Linked DNA regions of Cyprinus carpio: region 2 is linked to region 1. The links are chromatin contacts, called in public Hi-C maps. All regions are on one chromosome and are shown on one strand. The core of a region is the stretch at or near the end of the contact, and the rest is flanking DNA. Distances in the headings are between cores, read along the strand shown.

Evidence for each region. Hi-C and Micro-C count contacts between places; a contact is called where the count stands out from the background.
Region 2: a Hi-C map of skeletal muscle shows a contact between it and region 1, with 4 times the contacts expected there. The contact joins the enhancer-like site here to the promoter of rplp1 in region 1. A contact is called at or near these places in 4 of 8 Hi-C or Micro-C datasets (liver and skeletal muscle).

The regions. Positions count from the first base shown.
Region 1 is chrB19:25,735,974-25,742,368 of ASM1834038v1, reverse strand. It overlaps rplp1 (60S acidic ribosomal protein P1), which reads right to left and starts at 2,868. Exons shown (of 4, transcript XM_019107107.2): 1 at 2,626-2,868; 2 at 1,918-1,992; 3 at 1,702-1,813; 4 at 1,493-1,613. The coding sequence starts at 2,697. The coding sequence ends at 1,531. clptm1l (cleft lip and palate transmembrane protein 1-like protein) reads right to left here. Exons shown (of 17, transcript XM_042744984.1): 9 at 6,040-6,143; 10 at 5,860-5,925; 11 at 5,729-5,779; 12 at 5,567-5,649; 13 at 5,441-5,475; 14 at 5,293-5,348; 15 at 5,166-5,210; 16 at 3,955-4,070; 17 at 3,325-3,879. The coding sequence ends at 3,795. LOC109058674 (focal adhesion kinase 1-like) reads left to right here. Exons shown (of 29, transcript XM_042746003.1): 29 at 1-192.
Region 2 is chrB19:25,825,369-25,831,763 of ASM1834038v1, reverse strand. No RefSeq gene overlaps it. Among protein-coding and RNA genes, the nearest start is that of LOC109111567, 33 kb to the right of the region's middle. Within about 2 kb of position 2,868, at least 7 of the 8 cell types and tissues checked have an H3K27ac peak or open chromatin away from gene starts, as enhancers often do. A contact at or near this core is called in liver and skeletal muscle, where this site is marked.

The sequences.
Region 1 (6,395 bases), core at 1,619-4,118:
CAGTCTCGTGAACAGACTCACAGTCATGTTTAACACATCTTTTAAAGAGTCACAGCTATTGTATGAAACAGAGGGAAATTCCAATGCGAATATAGTCACATATCAGAGCACATATTGATCAATTATAATCAAAGCTGCCTTCTGAATTCATTTCAAGAGACTTAATTCTGTCAAATCATGTCATGTTGTTGTTTTTTACCACACACGAGTAACCATTTTAACCTTACAATAAAAAAACCTTTGTACACAGAAAAATCGAAAAATCCATTTTTCCATTTTGTCATTGATATAAATTATTCTCAGGAAGAAGCAACTGTACAGATCTTTTAACGAATAAAATCTTATCTTTATCTGAACGTGTCATTGTCTCGTTTCTGCTCCATGGTTATTAGTCCTTTGGATTAATTGGAACATTTTTGGTGAGTAGCTAATAAAATGTAATGGTTGGGTTAAGGAGTTTAAATTATTCAATTGATTTCATTTAGTATTTATTTCAGTTGATAATTGTTTGGTTTTAAAATGCAGCTAAGAAAGAAATTCTAGTCATGCTCTGAAATGAAGTCGTCTAAACTCACGATCAAACTGAACATACTTTGGATAAAAGCATTTGCTAATTTATGAGTTTTCAATTTATTTGATGCCAAGAAAATATGATTATGCAATATTTATTTTAAGATTTCATGAATTATATCTCATATTACACATTTGTATCAAAATTACTCCCTTTGCATTGTGTAAGAAAAATGCTGAGCATTATGTTATAGTCATGTTTGACAAAATTATCATAAGTCTCTTGATTATTCAGTAATGTAGAATTAGTAAATGTTTTTTTTTTTAATTATTTACAAATATAAGCCTAACTTTAAAAACATACAAAACTGCACAAAGCCATGGATGTGAAGACTTTTAAACTTCTGGCTAATGTAGGCTCCCTCTTTTTTTTTTTACACATTATAAACTACTTTATACACAAAGGATTAATTTGTTTTCTATTTTTTAAAGGAAAAGCATAAGATTCGTTAGAAACTTACATTTCCGAGTTTCCACGAGCAAGGTTTTATGTATAGAACGAAATGGTGCACAGTAAAAATATTGTAACATTTAACAATAAAATCTTAAACCGTTAATATTAATAATGAGCCATTTATATGTTACAGTATTTACAAACAACTCAATTTTTATTAACATTGTTAGTTCTCAGAGCTATTAACATTCATCTTTTGAGTAGTGCATTAAACTCCAAAGTTAACATTAAGATTAATAAATGCCTAATACTTTATTAGTTTATGTAATTATCAAACACTAACAAATGAACCCTTATTGTAAAGAGTCACCCATAACATGCTTGAACTTACATTAAAAAAACCAATGAGACATTAGCAGCTCGTATTATGTTTTTAAAAACTCAGGAACAAAGTGAACACAAAGGTAATATTCTTTAGGACAAGTGAATAGTTTGGTTAACCCCGACCCAGCAACGACACACACAGTATTGAGAGTTTCAAATGTTTTTTTATTAAAAGAGCTGCTTTAGTCAAACAGACCGAAGCCCATGTCGTCGTCAGACTCCTCAGACTCTTCTTTCTTTTCCTCTTTCTTCTCCTCCTCTTTGGCTGTAACGCAAACAGAACACAAGTTCAGAAAGTGACTCTCGGTGCGTATTAAACACCTGGAAGCGTCTGAAGGGGAGCGAGACGTTACCTGGAGCGTCTCCACCTGCAGGAGCGGCAGCAGCAGCGGCGGCGGCCGGAGCGGCTCCACCGCCGGCACCAACGTTACAGATCAGACTGCCGATGTCCACGCTGGCCAGAGCCTGAGCACAGGAAGTGACATCAGACCTCACCCCAACACACTTCAAGCTCAGACTCAAGATGCACTACAACATGACTGTTCAATTGGACCGGGAAATAAACGCACCTTAGCGAAGAGACCGGGCCAGAAGGGCTCGATGGACACACCGGCGGCCTTGATCAGAGCCAGCAGCTTGTCCTCCTGCAAAAACCACCAAAAGAGAATAAAAACAGCAGTTTATGACCATATCTGGATGCTTTCCTAACAAAATTACTACTGTGGCAGTACAAAGATAAAGTGGTGATATCAAGATGAGAATCATGGTGCTGTCAAACAAAACACAGTAGTAGCAGATACTCTAGAACTAATATAATCAATTATATCAAATAAATATCATAGCATCACATGCAGACACGTGTGACGTCACTGTAATGGTCTACAGATCATGCAATGTACTTCAGTACTGTGACATTATCACGGTACAGAAGTGTTACAAGGTGATAATACTGTATACTGTATGATAAATATCACAGTCTCAGTGTGTAAAAGTAAAACACGTGAGCTGCTTTGAGTAAGACTGTAAAATAAGCTAACAAACAAGGACACACAGAAACCGCGCGCGCTTCTCTACTAGTTACTCACAACGCTTTCAAACTGTTGTTTTCACTTATAAACACATCAGATTAAGCTTCTAACGCCACACTGGACCTGTAAATAGTAAACTAAGCTATATGGAAACATAAACCGCGCATAATCACATAAGTGTCATATCTGAGGAGACGGAGTGCCGGTGTCCCGGATGTTCACGCCGCGGCTCAAACCCCTCACACTCACCGTGACTGTAACTTCATCATCGTGGAGGATGAGAGCGGAGTAAATACAGGCCAGCTCGGACACAGATGCCATTGTTCTTTCAGCAGGTTAAGGTTTTAGACGTGGATGCCTAAATTTGACGGTGCTAGTCGCCGGATTCAAAGGCCTTAGCTTCGTGAGAAGAACCGAGCACCTCAAACACAGCGATGCCAGTGAACGGAAAGGGCCGAACGGGGGCGGAGCGATCGCTTATATAGCCTCGTGCGTCACTTCAGTGGGCGGGATCTGCGTAGAGAACGGAAGCTGTGATTGGCTCGTTTCTTCTGTCAATTATTTTGTGTATAGCCGCGTGTTTATGAGAGCACTGAATTAATATATAACTAGGAAATGCGTAAAAAGCAAAACATAAAATCTAACTTTCTTAAAATATGAATGAATTCAATAATAATTCGTCTTTTAAACAAACAAACAATAACAACAAAAAAGCTCTCAGCTGCAGCGATTTCATCAGATGTTAATACCATGCTACTAAAAAATTACCATATTCTGTTTAAAAAACATGGTACTATAGCACAATACTTGCACTTAGTACATATATATATATATGAATACATATATCTTTTTAGTAGGCAATAATAGGTCATAGTTCAATAGTAAATATAGTAAAAAAAAAACAACAATTGAAAAGCATAAAAGCCACATAAAGAAATGAAGGCAATAGAAGGAATAAACTGTTTAATTAAGTCTCTGTAATTAAGCAGTTGAATCACAGAAACACTTTTAATGGAATGAAACACAAAAACAAACATACATCATTCTCTCTGAACACACAAGCAACAGTCATGTTCCTAAAATTAATCCATATTCAAAACAAATCACATGATTAATCTGAAACTCTGGTCTTTTGGCACCCTTGAGATATGGTCTTGGTTTCAAAACACTATCTGAGACTGAATAAATGGTCCCATCGAAATACATTCTGTAAAATTAAACCAAGCTTTTCATAGTTTTACTTCTCGTCTTATAATTGAAGGAGATAGAGCAACCGTTTGCGCTGCGGTCGAGTCGACAGCGAGAAAACGGTTCAGTCTCTCTGATTAGCAGAGACAGACAAATGCAGTATTGTCCTTATATTACTGAACCCGATGACTGATCTGAAGATAACGCTGAGCTGTTCTGTTGTGAGGACGTCAGTCTTTATGGGATTTTCCTTTGGGCTTTTCATCGTAAGACACGCCGTACTCGTTCACTCTGGTTTTATCCACTGGATACAGCCTGAAACCACATCAACATCTCATGAGACATCTATAAACATCAGCTCTGGATCAGTGTTTGACTGTGGTTTCTCACCATCTCTGATAGAGGTATACGAGGAACACCACGTCATCTCTGAAACATGCTAACCGATGGGACGTGGGCATCGTGATGATGAATGCAAAGACGTCATCGATAAACGTATTAAAAGCCTGTTGAGAAACATAAGTGTCAAAATCATAAGGACTCTATTACTGAAACACAAACCTATAGAACTGTCAATATTAGCAGTCAATAATTAATTTATTAAATCAGACAACTAATATGAGAAATAATTTTATTAAATTGATAGATTTTGTTATTTTATTTAAAAGATATTTATACACAATAGGAAAAATGGAGAACTGCTACATTACAAAATAATCCCTTTGTGAAGGAAAAATAAAAACATTTAAAAATAAATTAAAATAATAAAATAATAAAAAATATTTATAATTTTTATAAATTATATTTTTTATATAATTTTTATAAATATATATTTTTATAAATTTATAAAATTTATTAAGCCTGACACCTGATATGATATATTAATTTTATTAATTTGTTAGATTTTATGTTGTTTTATTTAGAAAATAATAAAAGTGTATTCAAAATATTGCACAATAGAAAATAAGGAAATTTGTTATATAGGAGGAAAAAACCTGTTGCACAGAAAAAGTTTGTTTAGATAAAAATAATTAAAAGTATAAGAAAAAAATATGATATAAAAAATATGATTTATTGAATCTGACAAATAATGTAATATATTACTTTATTCATTTGTTGGTTTTTATGTTAGTTTATTTAAAATAATAATAATAAAAATGTATTTAAAACAATGCATAATGCACAACAGAAAATATAGAGAATTGTTACACAAGATTAAAAAGTTAAAAGAATTTAAAAAAAGAAACAATAAAGATAAACTGTATATAAAATTAAATATGTTTAAATATTGTATATATATTACTATTTATAAAAGTAAATATTAATACTATTTATCATATATATATATATAATATATATATATATATAATATATATATATATATATATCTATATATATATATATATATATATATTTTTTTTTTTTGTATTTTTTTTTTATATTATTTATTTATTTATTTATTTTATTTTTTTAATTCAGAGCCATGATTTTAAAGACATTACTTTAAAAGCAGTATTACTTACCGAAACAAATAATGTTTCTTCACATATCATACATTAATAATGCAGACAGCATCAGAGAACTGTGCTATCGTCTCTCACCTTGTACATGAAGGCTTTCCAGGGCAGATGAGCGACAGATTTCAGCTGTTAACACAAATGCATTGATCATTAAATCAAACATTATTTCATTATTCTGAATGCAAGAAGTGTTTAAGACTGAGCAAACCTTGTAATTTACAAAGAGCTGAGGCAGCATAAAGAGGAATCCAAAGGCATACACCCCTGAATGAGAACAACAACGATCAATTACACTTCCATCATGACTGTTTCTAAATGAATCAATCAGTCAGAGAAAGCTCTAAAGTGAAACGTACCATTGACTAAACTGTTAATAATCCAGGAGTACCAGCTGTTCAAACACAACAAACATATTCATCAGTGGTGCACTTCAGATAACTTTTTCAGCAAAAAAATAAAAAGTGTTTAATACTCTGTTTTACCTTTTGTACTTGACGAACACAAGAGAGTAAACGGCTCCGCTGATACACAGAGGATACAGCAGATATGACAGATACTTCATCGCCTGCTCAGACCAACAACAATCAAATACATCTTTAGATTCATATCTCAACATCACCAGAAGACTGCGGTGTGGCACTCACCAGTGTGTCATATTCCTCTGTTCGTTTCTCTGATTCGTCCAACTTCCCAAACTGAAGGACAGACCACAAACGAGATATAGTTAGAGAATAATCACAGTTAACTATTAGAAATAAAACCACAAAGAGTTTACCAGGAATGTGGGAGTCAAGCCCCTCCATATGACGTGTATTTTAAACGCTTTCTTCACTTTCCACACCTGAAAAACAACAAGAGCGCAGGCACTCACAAAGCTGCAGGTGCATGCTCATTACGTCCACTTGATGGAAAGAAATCTGCAGCAGAGACCACAAAAACACGGGTGTCACTGTACCTCGATCAAAGAGCCGATCCCAGCAGGAACCAGAACCAGCAGACTGGTCTGCTCATCCAGCAGATACAGGAAGATCACGATGGTGCTGAAACACCTCCACAGCACTGAGACACACACCAACACTTCATATCAGATCAGATCTATCATATCTGATCATTTAAATAAATCATTTGGCTTAGATTATAAGTGATGCAACCATATCCAATTATTTGTGATAAGCTGTATTTGGAACTGTATATACTTAGAGGATAATGCACTATATTACAATACATCTTAAAATATGTGACCCTGGACCACAAAACCAGTCATAAGGATACATTTTTCAAAACTGAGATTTATACATGATCTGAAAGCTG
Region 2 (6,395 bases), core at 1,619-4,118, 89 kb before region 1:
TAATGTCTGATTTGATAACAAATTTTTCATTTATTCTTTTAAATTATTCTACTCTATATCAACTGAATTAACAAACAGGAAAGTATGAATGTAAAAATATGTTGCAATTATTAATATTTGACATTATTTATAGTTTTGAGATTAATATTATTTGAATAATTGTTAAATTCTTATTAAATGTTAATGGAATCAGTCCTAAACTTCCTGAAACCTGCAGAAGTTCAGAAGCTCCTAAACTTTAATAATGTTCTTTTTATGATTTACAACCGGATGATTGTTTGATGCTGTTATCTATGAACTAATATTTGTCTTGTGTGAATGCTCTTTATGTTTGGACATTGTTCAGAGCTCATTTCAAGTTTGAAGATAACTGAGGGGTATAATTTCCCCCAATAGAAAGAGGAAGAGGAGTCAGATTTCTGTGGAACAGGAGAGAAATCACATTCACTAGAAGAAAGTCTCTCCTTCAGCTGTGATCCGATCGATTCATCAGTATTTCAGAGAACTCACTCCTGCCTAGACGTGACTCATTTAGGTGGGTCCATAATGCTTTTATTTGATGAACATGATTATAAAAGTCAGCAAAGCCACAGTTCTGCTGATCTGAGATCAAACAGATGTGGTTTCACCCATGGTGATTATGTTTATGGTTTAATCTTGAAGAGCTGATCCCAGATCAGCATATAAAGGAGCAACAATCACATGATCATGAAAAGCTGCTGATATCAGTACAGTAACCACACAAGAATGAGACTCCTCAGGGCGTGACAATGGAATAAATTGCTGAATTAAGGGTTTTTAAAACCCAATAGACATTATGTGCCACGCCAAACATTATTAATTGATTTGGTATGACTGACTTTCCAAAGTGATTCAGTGATTTGCTATCACTGAATTTCCATAGTTCATATTCTCAAATTGAATAGAATAGAACAGCTGCTCTATTCAGACACAGAAAACAGTCTCTTCTTGAGCAATGTGCTCTCTCAGATGGACACTGAGTCCCTATAGAGACCACAAACACAAACGTCCACTGTTCAACTCATGAGAGTCATTCATAGTCAGGCTACTCCATTGTGTCCAGGCGTGTTTGCCCAGTGAGCGAACGAATCCATCTTTTGAACTGATTCCTCGGAATGATTCGATCGAACCGTTTCGCAAAACTTTTATCAATCGCTCAACTGTAAGTGAAGCCTGTTTAGGAAGAAGATAATCTACTATAGTAAAACCATGGTTCATTTTGTATTTGTATGCACTTTCTTTATTTTTTCTTTGATTTGGTTTTATTACTGTACTGTCTAGTTTGATATTTGATATACTGTTTAATAAAAAAAGAAATCAGAAAAAAAGATTCGCGATACGAGCGCCAAAGTCCCAATCTGAATCAAAAGATTCGCGAGTCCGCTCCGAAGTTCCGATCTAATTCAAATGATACCCATCTGAATTTGCGATATGAATCGCGAACCTGCTCCGCAGTTCTGAATGATTCGCGTTCCGCACCTCGAAGTTCAGATCTGAATCAAAAGATTCGCGAGCCCGCTCTGAGCTCTGATTTAAAGGTATAGTTCACCCAAAAATGAAAATTAACCCATGAAGTCCAAAGAATTTAACCAATCCATTATAAAAGAACTCCACACGGTTCCGGTGGGTTAATAAAGGCCTTCTGAAGCAACATGATGCGTTTGTGTAAGAAAAATATCCATATTTACAACTTAATAAATATTAATCTCTAGCTTCCGCTAACTGTCATATGCGCGTTCACGAGAGAGTGGTGTCCAGCGGATGGGCTACCATCCACTCCCATTATAAAGCTTAGAAGAGCCAGGAAGTTGTTTTTTTTTTAATATAACTCTGATTGTATTTGTCTAAAAGAAGAAAGTTATATACATCTAGGATGGCTCGAGGGTAAGTTAATCATGGGGTAATTTTCATTTTTGGGTGAACTAACCCTTTAAATCGAATGATTCACGATCCCAGAGGTCCTATCTGAATAATGATACGCGAACCAATGTTTCAGATCATGACTTCGGAGCGCAGATCTCAATCAACCAATTCACGAAATGATTCGCGAACCAGCTGCGAAATTTCAATCTGAATCAAATGATTTGCGAACCCGCTCCGAAGTCCCAACCTAAATAAATTGATTTGCGATACGCAATTTGAAGTCCCGATCTGAATAAAATTATTTGCAGTTATTTATTATTTCAGTTAATGTAGAATAATTGCATCCTGATACTCTCCAAAATGGTAGAAGATAGTAACTCTGAAAGAATAATTGTTGAAAAAATTGTTATTTTTGTTTTCTTTGTGCACAAAAAGCAACTCATGTCACATGGACTGTTTTACCGACATTCTTACACACAATGACAGAATTATAATTTTTTGGTGAACTAGCCCTTTAAGGTCGTATACATTTGAATTCAAAAGAATCGGCGAGAGCGTTCATTTGACCGTTCGAGCGAATCGATTCGCTAAATGAATCGGACTAACCCGGCGCCAGTGGCCAAAGTCTGGTGCGCGACTCCAGCGGTGTTCATTCATTCGGGACTGGGAGGAGTGTGTATGTGTGTGTGTGTGTGTGGAGCAGGAGTGGGCTGGGTTCTGCCCGTCAGCCATGTTGGAATGAGAGGGAATGAAAAGCAGGAATGAGAGAGGATCGATTGGAGAAGACGGGAAAAGCGGCTTCTGGAATATCACCGCAGACGATCTCACAATAAACGAGTGAGTAGCGCGCATTCATGCCTTCACACATCTGTTAGAAAGAAACAAACTGTCACTGTAAACCATTAATATGAGCGTTCCTGTGCTGGATCGACCGTGCCATGCCTTCATGAGGAATACTGCTCTAAATCTGATGGATTTGGATCCGATATGTGTGCGCGCTGATTGTGACGCGCGTCGGATTCATTGGATCGAATCTAGTGACTTCGGAGGTTTATGTTGACGTCAGTTTCTAAAGTTTATGCCACACTACTTCAGCACAAACCCATTGTGTTGTGTTTTACACAGAGTTTCTGTTTATCAAGGGTACAGCAGCAGGATTTGATGACAGTTTGTGTTATTCTACAAGCTCAGCTATTTCAATCAACAAAAGTTATCACTAAGTATTATATATAAATATAGATTTAGTATATAAGAATAAATGATAAAATAGTGGTATTGTAATGTATGGATTGTTTGCAGAGCATAAGCATTGCTTTGAAAAATACATGAAGGAAATATAAAACAATAAATTCGATATATATATTTTTTTTTATTTTAATTTTTATTAGATTTACAAAATATTTACCATGCTTTATGGGTATGCCCCATAGTAATACTGTGTTTATTTTTGGAGATGTGCTTTGTTTTTATCACTTTATGGGTGTGTACCAGAGTAATACTATGTTTTTTTGGAGATGTACCATTGTAATGATATTTATTTTTTATTGAACATGATTTTTAGTACATATATTAGAGCATTTCTGTACTTTTTGGACAGCGTACCATGGTAATATCAGATTTATTTAAACAATTTTTTGTTTGTTTCATCATTTTATTTTACATTATGTATTTTTTTGCAGGCAGATTATTCAAGCAATGTGGGAAAATGTTTATTTATTTATTTTTTTTAATGTGTGATTATTTGGAAAAATAAATGTATAAATCCCACACAATCCCTCAAACAAACTTGCATCAAAATTTGAATTGCAACCTTTTATTCAATTGACTTTCCTTAGGCTTATTGAGGGATTGTTGCATTATTAGTTCATTAGTACATTTTGGACAGGGTTTCACATAATTTGGACATTAATTTGGAAGTAATGTTTTTAATATAATGATACACATCACATCATGATACATACTGTATGTTATGATTCAATAGGCTGCAGTAGATCATGCTTAGAATTAATATTGATATTGAGTACATTAATTGAATGGTAGGAAATTATATGAAAGCACAATGAAATAAAAAAGTATATATATCCCCTCACACTAATGATTACACCAGTTTGATGTTCTGCATGTCAGTCGAGCTCCTCATCCTTGAATGTGATCAGAGAGCAAACAGAGCTTCATTGTGCTGGGGAATCTCAGTAATTTGCTGATGTGTTCTGGCAGCTCTGTGTGCGAGCGATACTGTATTTTGTGCGTCCCGGGGCAGTGGAAATGACAGTGCGCGGGGCCAGGGTATTTTTAGAGCCGGTGCTGAGCGACAGCCGCCAGACTGTGAGATCACAGCGTTTGAGTGAATTACGGCTGACATCACTCGTCATTATGTTTGGTTTGCGACCGCTGCATTGTCATCACGAGAGATTTAACCGTGTGAATACAACATCTGGCTCACATAAAAGGCGTTTTGTACATTATTTGCAGTGCACCTGATAGTTCGGCTCGACTTGCACTGTGTGATTAGATTGTTAATCATTCTGTAACATATAACCACAAGATTTCTCCTCATAATGCATCTATATGACGGCGTGCAATCCTGTTGTTTTAGCTGCGCAGGAAGACGGCCTGCGATTTCAGCAGCTGTGACAGGAAGTTCAGTTGTATATATGTGTGTGTGTGTGTGTGTGTGTGTGTGTGTGTGTGTGTGGTGGCATAGCATTTAACTGAGATTAGTTTAGCATGCAGGATGTTGCTACCTTGTATCGTCCCTCAGGGTTTAAAAGGAAAACGCCTTTTTCCTCTGGGCAGAAACAGCTGGCTATGTGTGTTTAGGGCAACATTGTCTTCCTAACTAGTGATGGGTGTCAGCCAGACCGATATTTGACAATTTAGAGAATATATCGGCATCAATTAACCGATCAAAAGTAGTGTAAAATAGTAAAAAGTGGTGCAAATAGTGTGTAAAATAACTGTGTTGCATAGCATTTTTTGTGCATCTCATTTCCTTTACTGAATTTGTATTATGTGCACAGTATTTTTTTTCTCTAGTTTTTTTCTAGATATCGGTAATGGCATTGGTCATTGCAATTTTGTTTTGCTCAGCAAGTCACATGAAACAACACACGTGTATGCATTTTCATCATGTTTAGAAAAATTACTTTCACATTTCAGCAAAACGCCTTTAAACTAATTTTTTTTTTTGGTCTATGATGAGTTAATAGAATTGTGTTTTCCTGACCTAAAGTAAGTAGCTACTATAGAGCTGGTTGTTTATATACTAGTTCTGAGTAAAACCAGTGCAAAAAAATAAAATAATAATAAAAATCACAAGTAGTGATAGACCAGTATATCAGCTAAAATATGAGAGAATTGCAGGGGGTTCAAAAAGTTAATGACAAGCTAATATTTAATTAAATAATCAGCAATCCAAATTAAACACTAATAAAAAAAAAATAATTCTAAAAATGCTAAATTAAAATATAACTTAAATATGAAAATAAAAATACATTGAAATAAATTATAAATATATATAAAAAAAATTAAAATAAAAACAATCAAAATAAAACACTAAAATGAATTGTATCTTAAAATTTTAAAAATTTAAATAATAAATAATTTTAAAATGAAAACAATGAAATACTAAAATGAAATAAATCCTAAAAATAAACAATTTTAAAATGAAAACGATATAAAATACTAAAAATGAATTAAGTCATAAAAATTAAAAAGTAATATAAAAGCAATGAAAAAGTACGAAAAATGAATTAAATCATAAAAAAGTAAAAATTAAAACCATTAATGTTAAAATTAAAACAACCAAAATAAAACACTAAAAATGAATTGTATCTTAAAAATGCAAAAATGTAAAAAATAAATCATTTTAAAATGAAAACAATAAATAATGAAATACTAAAATGAAACAAATTCTAAAAATAAAAAAATTTTAAATAAAAAAATACTAAAAATGAATGAAGTCATAAAAATGTAAAAATTTAAATAAAAGAAATGAAAAAAATACTAAAAATGAATTAAATCATAAAAAGTAAAAATTGAAATCAATAACTTAAAAATAAAAACAATCTATATATATATTGTTTACCTGCATGCTTACATATTGCCATGCACTCTAGATATCTATATTGATTATAGAAGTCATCTTCTGGACTAGCTGATTGTTTCGAATGTGAACCTGTGAGTGTTTGTGTCAGTGTTTATGAGAACAGAGCCTCCATTGAGAGCGAGTGATGGTACCACTGTACTTACAGTTTCCAGCCGTCTCAGAGGCTCATTCAGACTGAGGTATGCTGCTTTATAAACGTGATCTGGACTGTTTCAGTGCGGGTCCGTGCTGGATGTTGATCTGGTCTGAACCGGTCCAAATCAACCACCTGTACTTCATAACTGGCTTCTTTGTGCTGAGGCTTGAGTTTCCTGTTAAACCGTTGGAGAGCAGAGTTGGCCTGGTTGGACATAAAGACGACTCTGCAGGAAATGAGCACGAGCTGCTTCCAGTTCCTGTGGCC